2 separate regions of the Gossypium hirsutum genome follow, and region 1 is linked to region 2. Evidence: chromatin contacts called from public Hi-C data. All regions are on one chromosome and are shown on one strand. The core of a region is the stretch at or near the end of the contact, and the rest is flanking DNA. Distances in the headings are between cores, read along the strand shown. Region 1 holds the start of LOC107955727. Region 2 holds the start of LOC121231802 (probable lipid-A-disaccharide synthase, mitochondrial).

What was found. A called contact is a pair of places that touch in the nucleus more often than the background predicts.
Region 1: a Hi-C map of leaf shows a contact between it and region 2, with 2.2 times the contacts expected there. The contact joins the promoter of LOC107955727 here to the promoter of LOC121231802 in region 2. A contact is called at or near these places in 3 of 34 Hi-C or Micro-C datasets (leaf and seedling).

What each region holds. Positions count from the first base shown.
Region 1 is chrA07:89,685,482-89,689,260 of Gossypium_hirsutum_v2.1, reverse strand. It overlaps LOC107955727, which reads right to left and starts at 1,506. Exons shown (of 11, transcript XM_016891535.2): 1 at 1,348-1,506; 2 at 765-1,013; 3 at 159-371. The coding sequence starts at 1,413.
Region 2 is chrA07:89,522,045-89,525,596 of Gossypium_hirsutum_v2.1, reverse strand. LOC121231802 (probable lipid-A-disaccharide synthase, mitochondrial) reads right to left here and starts at 1,702. Exons shown (of 8, transcript XM_041116554.1): 1 at 1,280-1,702; 2 at 847-946; 3 at 482-587; 4 at 154-377. The coding sequence starts at 1,518.

The DNA of each region.
Region 1 (3,779 bases), core at 257-2,756, 160 kb before region 2:
CCTCAGTACTAATAAATGTGCTTTTTTTTTGTGTAAAATTTTAATTATCAATATAATCCAAGTGAATCTTGAGAAACAAAGATTGCATCAATGGCCTTTCTTTTTCAATTATTCTTTACTTAGATTCATATTGTCAATGGTAATGAAGTCAGAGGTACCTCTACTCCTGGAATATGAAGAGTGCGAAAATCACAAAAGATATAAGGTCCTTGAGGAAGTCTTATTGGAACATTGGAGGGTCCATCTGACATTCGCTGCCTCAGTCTCCTTTCCTCTTCACTGAATCCAATTATTCTCATGTCTACCTTCGAGTTTTGTATAACTCGGTCAACTTCATCCTCTGATACCCCCATCATCCTGACAGATTTTCCCTGACATTAGATGAAACAAAGTACCATAAGTTGGCATAGAATGTTAAACAAGTGTGAAAAATCCAGTTAAACATGCCCATATATCACTTCCTGTTAATTACTTCAACCTCTTTAGCAATAATCCTCCAAACCATTCTTGTGAAAAATTTCAACCAAAGACAATTACGCCCGAGGCTAAGAAATATGAACAAAACAACACAAACAAGTTGCTTTCTAACTGAAAAGACATGCTCAGGCTTTTGAAACTCAAAATCCAATTGTCAACTGAACATAAATTGTGACTCATAGGGATTAGACTATTAGCATATTCACCAATTGCCTCTCGTTTGGGTGAAAGGAAGCTTATTGTACTTAGCATTAAACAATAAACCTTGTAATGGATATATACACTACCATGAAAACTGAAGCCTCTTGCAAACTTAAGCATGAATGCTCATCTGAGAAAGGGTGAAGCATTCGCGAGCCTTTGCCCGACAATTGGGGAACAATAAGGCGCATAGTATCCGACTTAACATCAGTCAACTTCTGCAGCTCATCGCCTAGCTCCTTGAGATTTGCACCAGAATCCATTTCCACCATATACTTGTTTCCTCTCCATATAACAGTCACATTCACCATATTTTCTCCCTCTTCTGTGTTGCACTATAACATTAAATAAAAAAGAGAAAAAGAAAAACTTTTAATCACTTTCTAAAGCAAAAGATTTTCATGATCACAATCACAATCACAAACACAATCTTTTTCCTTTTTTAAAATTCCCAAACAAATATCTGACTTCAAAATTGAAGTTTGTTGAATAAAGGTTGTCAATTTAACAACTAAATTTCGGCACCCAGATCGCTATTTAAATTGAAAAAAAAACTCAATTTATAGCAGAATTGAACAAATTTTTACATGCAAATTAAGGTTTAAAATGAAGAAATAAGGATGAGAAAAAAGAGCCAGATTGAGAAAATTGATGGAATTTTGTTTTTACCTGAGGAATTGATGGGTATTTTCTCTTACAGGGGAGGGAATATTCTTCCTGAGGAGCAATTAACATAAAGGGGCAAAAATAAATAAATATACAGCAAAATTACGGAGTAGTCGGGGTTTTAATTTACTTATATATATAGGAGGAACGGGTAGCTTAGGATAAGAGGCGGTACATACATTTTAACACGTGTTAAGCTAATATGCGCGGCTGTCTTGGGTCTTCCTTACGCATTTGCTGGCGTTTCGCAATTGGGAAGTATCTGGAACACTGAGATCGTATCTTTTGTAAACGAATGAAAACGAGTCTGACCAAAAAATAATAATAATAACCATGAAATGGACAACTTTAAAAATTTTGCTATAATTTCGTCTGTTTTTTTATAACATATCACCAACCTAGAGCTGATCATGGGCTGGGCGGCCCGGCCCGGCCCGAAGGCTTGCCCAAAAAATGAGAGGGTTTGGGTAAAAATATAGGCCCAAAAAATGGGCTTAGCAAAAAAACGAGGCCCGTTTAGAAAACGGACCGGGCCTCGGGTAAGAGTTTTTCGGCCCCGGCCCGGCCCGGCCCGAATTATATATTAATATATATTTTTTATTTTATTTTTAATTATTTTAAATTTTTAATATAACCATTTTTATTATATTATTAATTTGTGTATTGTTTTAAGAATTGTTTTAGTATTATTTTTATTTATTTTAATATTTGTTTTTATGTTTTTAAATATATTTGATTTATTATATTTTTAAATTTTTTTATTTAATGAAATAAAAAAAATTAATATGGACTGGGTCGGGCCAGGGCTCGGGCTTAGTAATTTTATTTCAAGCCGGGCTTGGGCAAAATTTTAGGCCCATATTTCGGGCCGGGCCGGGCCCGGGCCTAGTAGACGAGCCTAAAATTTTGTATGGGCCCGGCCCGACCCGGCCCATGATCACCTCTACACCAACCCTTGTCTGTCAAATTTTAATTTGATTAATATAAGTATTATTATCATTGTAAAAATATATAAATTTAAATGTGTTGAAATATATTATTTTTTTATTTATTTAGAAAAACAAATATGATCTATTAAGATTATCTAAAAAAGAATTTTATATTTATAATAGCATTTGATACATTTAGATTAGAAAAAAACATTTAAACAATATATAACGATATTTTAACCATGAATCATATTTAATTTTTTTTTTAAATTTCAAATAAAAGATAAGTACTTGGTTTCCCACTTTATAAAATGAAGTCTAAGAGTTAGTATTTTTCTAACCTTTTATGGATAGATCATAAAGCAGGTTTTAAGGTTAGAAAGCTAATCTTTTATCAGTAAGAGGAAATCTCACTCTCATAAAATTCATATTAACTAATTTACCTTTATATTATCTCTCATGTTTTAAAGCTCCAGTCAAAGTATCTTATTAGAATGATAAAATTATATAAAGCTTTCACAGGAACAATGAGTTTGACAAAAGAAAGATTCATATGAAAAGCTGGGATTGGCTATGGAAGCTAAAATTTAAAGGGGGATTTAGTATTTGAAAAACTAGATTAATGAATCAAACTCTTCTAACTAAATCGGCCTGGAGAATTTATAATGGAGACAATTGACTAGTTCATAATACTATGCATAAGAAGTATTGTTCAACAATTGGGTATGATAATGGTACAAGTAAAAGTTTTGACTCCTGGGTTTGAAAAGACATTCTTCATGGTAGAGATTTGTGTAAACAAGGGATAGACTGGAAAATAAGAAGTGGAAATTAGTTGATCATTTCAAGTGGACATATACATGAAAAAGATGATATTGTAGTCATTGGTTTGAACAATTACGTTAATTTGACTGAGTTGATTGCAAACAAGAGTGAGGAATGGGATGAGAATAGATTAGTGAGGTTATATGGTCAAGTGATTGTAAATACATTTAGATCAAGATCATTATCTATTTTTGGTGGAATGGATAAAAGGGTGTAGGCTCTCAACAATAATAGAGAGTACTCAGTCAAATCAGGATATAAATGCTTAGATCATAACGTTATGGCAGGGGATAAAGATAATATTATAAGGGAGTGTACAGCTACTGATTGGAGGAAATTATGGAAATTAAGGATTCGTTATAAGATCAGTTAATTATTGTACAAGATTTATGTGAAAGCATTGCCTTGCAAAGAGGAACTAGGGAAGAGAACTAATGGGTTTGATATGGCATGTAGTTTTTGTGGAAAACATACAAAATATTATGAACGTTTTTTTCTATATTGTGATTTGGCAAGAGTAGTATGGCTAGGATCAAATATAGGATTAAAACTAGAGGCGTGTATGGGCTGGGCCCATAAAAAAATTTCGTCCAGTTTTCAAGGCTCAGGCCTGGCCCGACTCAAAATATGGGCCTAGAAACTTGTTCAAGCCCGGCCCGTGAAAAAAATGGTAGGCTCGAG
Region 2 (3,552 bases), core at 453-2,952:
AAAAAACTATTTGGAGAAAGCAAAATCGTAAGTATTGAAACTTGAACTCCCTATTAAGTTTTAGGAAACAGAACAATCCCATACTGTAACAATTTATACAAGAAGATAAAATGATACCAATATATACCAGGACAGCAGAATGTGAATTCATACCATGTTCAGTTCTAAAACATCTTCCAGAATGGGGTGACCAACAAAAGTTGCATTCAATCCATTTAATTTACAACCTACTTCCTCATTGGGAAGTATACAGAACACATGATCCACAAATTTAGATAGCCCTTTGAGTCTTGCTTCACCTCCTTTCCATGCCCAGAATGATGGTGCTACATAATGAAAGTGTACTGGTCTATCTAACCTTTGTTGATTGTATCTAGCTGCAAAAAATAAACATTCCTTATGTTCCGGCACATAATATCGCACAGACAATATGCAAATACACAAAAAATTGATCCTAACTCCAACACATTGGTGATATTACCCCGTAACTGCTTAAGTAGACGAAAAGAAAATCCCTTCGAGTCCACTGTCACAACCACGTGAGGCTGGAACTGTAATGCAGCCTCCACAGTTTCCTTCAATTTTACCTGACATTTCAGCAAATACAAATGGTCCATCAGTAGTTTAGTGCAAAGTTTTTTTTTTTTCAAGGAATCCTCCAGGTTCATTTAATGGTCCACGAAGACTAATCTTTTCAGGATTCATGGCTGCCCCTCCCAACAAAGTCGTCTCCAAGATTCGAACCTGAGTTCTCCCCTTGGAACTGCAATGTGCCTTAACCAACAGTTGTTGGTAGTGCAAACTTTTATGGTAAAGGTTCAATCACCTTGGTTCCAAACTACTCACTCTGAAATTATAGAAGTGTGGTAATAATTCCCAGATTCCCATTACTGCAATATTCTCCATTGGGAACAAGGATTTCAGGCCTTGATTGGACATCCTGGACCTTATTTATATACACAGAGAAAACACTTTAGAAAGAACCCCATGAGAGTTCAGATAACTAACATCAAATTGATTCTGCCAAGTTGCCTAGTTGCAACACATATGGACATAAATCTCCCCCCCCAACCCTGGGCCACCTTTTTTTAATCTACTGAAACAGATAGAAATGATATAAACAATGGAAATAGCTTTCCTGAGTTCTTTCACGTCTGCCCTTTCCTTTTTACTTATTTTTATTACTCTTTTTCAGAAAAAATAAATCAAACCCATACTCAAAATTCACCTAGCTAATGCTAAAAATACAAAGGCAATGATATATAGTTAAAAAGCATACCCGCCTACACCCGAGAAGCGGATAGGAAGAGGGGAAATCTTGTTTAAGGAAGCCATAAGACGACAGGCAATGGAATCTCCACTAACCTCTCCTGCAACAATGAACACTCTTAACTCCCCTTCACTGGCGGCTCTGTCCATTAAGGATTTGCTTGAAACCCATAAATATCTCCTCAATGGTGTCTTCAAACAAATGCTATTCTTAAATATATTCACACATTGAATCGCTGCCAACCACATCGATATCTTCGGTATAGTATTTCTATGAGAACAGTTGAAAAGGAAATGTGATGGAAGCAAGAGTAGTCTAGTGCAGTTGCCGCAACACTCTTCCGCGGTTTAGTTTGCAGTTCGAAGAAAACTAGAGAGCAATGTAAAGGACCCAACAGTTTCGAGACAACAAAGGCCCATGTCTGATGCAAACATGGACTCACATCCATGGCCTGGTTAATATATATTAATTCCATATCTTCTATTTTTACTAGGAATATCAGTGGTTTAAGTTTCTATTTTTTAAAATTATTTTTTAATCAAATGATTTCTAATTAATTTTATATTTTAATCAATACTTACAAATAATTTATTTAATTTTTAATCATTTAATAAATTACATAAAATAATAATAATAAAGCTTTGACTAAATTAGTTTATGGTTATGAAGATGGATGTTGATTCTCATAAGCTTCATTTTGAAAGCACCATTTGCATTTCTTTACTAACATGTTTTCTTCTACATGAACCAAAAAGATAACATATGGCAAGAAAAGAAAACAGATAACATATATAAATTTTACAATAAATTTTACAATAAATTTTCCTATCAAGGATTAACTTTTGCCTTTTTGCCTTTCTCCTTTCTGCTTATTTTTTTTATAAACTTTTTTAATTTTATTTTTTCTATAATATACTTTTAAATTTAATTAAATTTTATGAATATTATTAAAATGTTAAAATTTTATTCTATCCTCTTTACTTAAAAGTAGAAGCTAAAATATTATATATAGTGTAACGCCTCATACTTGACCCAATCGTCGGGTCTGAACTACAATATGTCACATTCGTTGCCAGAGCAACTACAATCAAATATAATCAATTTATACCAATGCACATTTAATTACGAGCTATTCATGAATATAATGTGATTTACAAACCTTTCTGAGTCTTTAAGCTTACGAAAGCTCTAATGTTAACCTAAGATTGAATTAGGACCAAATCATAAATATTTCAAAATCTCAGGTTGACATTGTGATGTCGAGGATTCCTTGTCACGACGCAACATATTGAGTAGGTCTCATCATGACCTCGAGTACACATTGTCGCAACATGAATCTTGAGCTGCTTCTTGTTGCGACGTAATATACTGTTTCCATAAAAATCAATATGGTATAAGTTTGAGAGACCTATAATAATACTTTACATTTCAGTTACAACAAAAACAATAATATGCCAACTACATTCAAGCTAAAATATGCCAAAATGATACTTCAAAACAACATCAAGCAACCAAGATTTAAATTCAACCATTTCGATACAAAACCTGCTTAAACACTAGGTACATATCATATACTAATCAAAAGAGAACTTTAAAAATTTTGCTGAGTTGTGGATCGCTAGCTAGATGCTAGATCAACTGCTCAATCTATCTAGAATCTACTATACCTACGTATAGAGAAAAAAAATCGTACACTGAGCAATTACGCTCAGTGGTAATTTTCATATTTCAAGTCACAACATGAGCATAATCAATATAAGAATTCAATCCAAATATGCAACAATTCAATTAAAACAATTTGCATATTCAATATAAAAATATCATTCTCCTACAACATTCCATTTGATAGTGAAACTAACATTTATATCATCCATTCTATTAACAAAGATGTAACATATCTAATTCAATTACTTACATATACATTTATGTACCAATTAGATATTTAATCTCATTTTCATTTATATTTTATACAACTTCATCAATTCACATTGTCATTTATAAGCACATATGATTATTCATTTGCTATGATCATCATTTCATATCACATTTCTATCATTTTCGAGCTTATAAGCTCATTTAACACAATCAGTCCCCAGGGCACACATTTAGCCATTCCATATGGTCTCTCACATGCTATCTATAACAACCCATTTTTCAGTAGTTTTGGGCCTCAAGTCCGACGAGTGAGCCCATATTATTATTTAATATTTATGAGTCAATTATAATATTATATTGAGTTCTGGTTTAATAATTTTTATAAATGAACGAATAGATAAGTATAA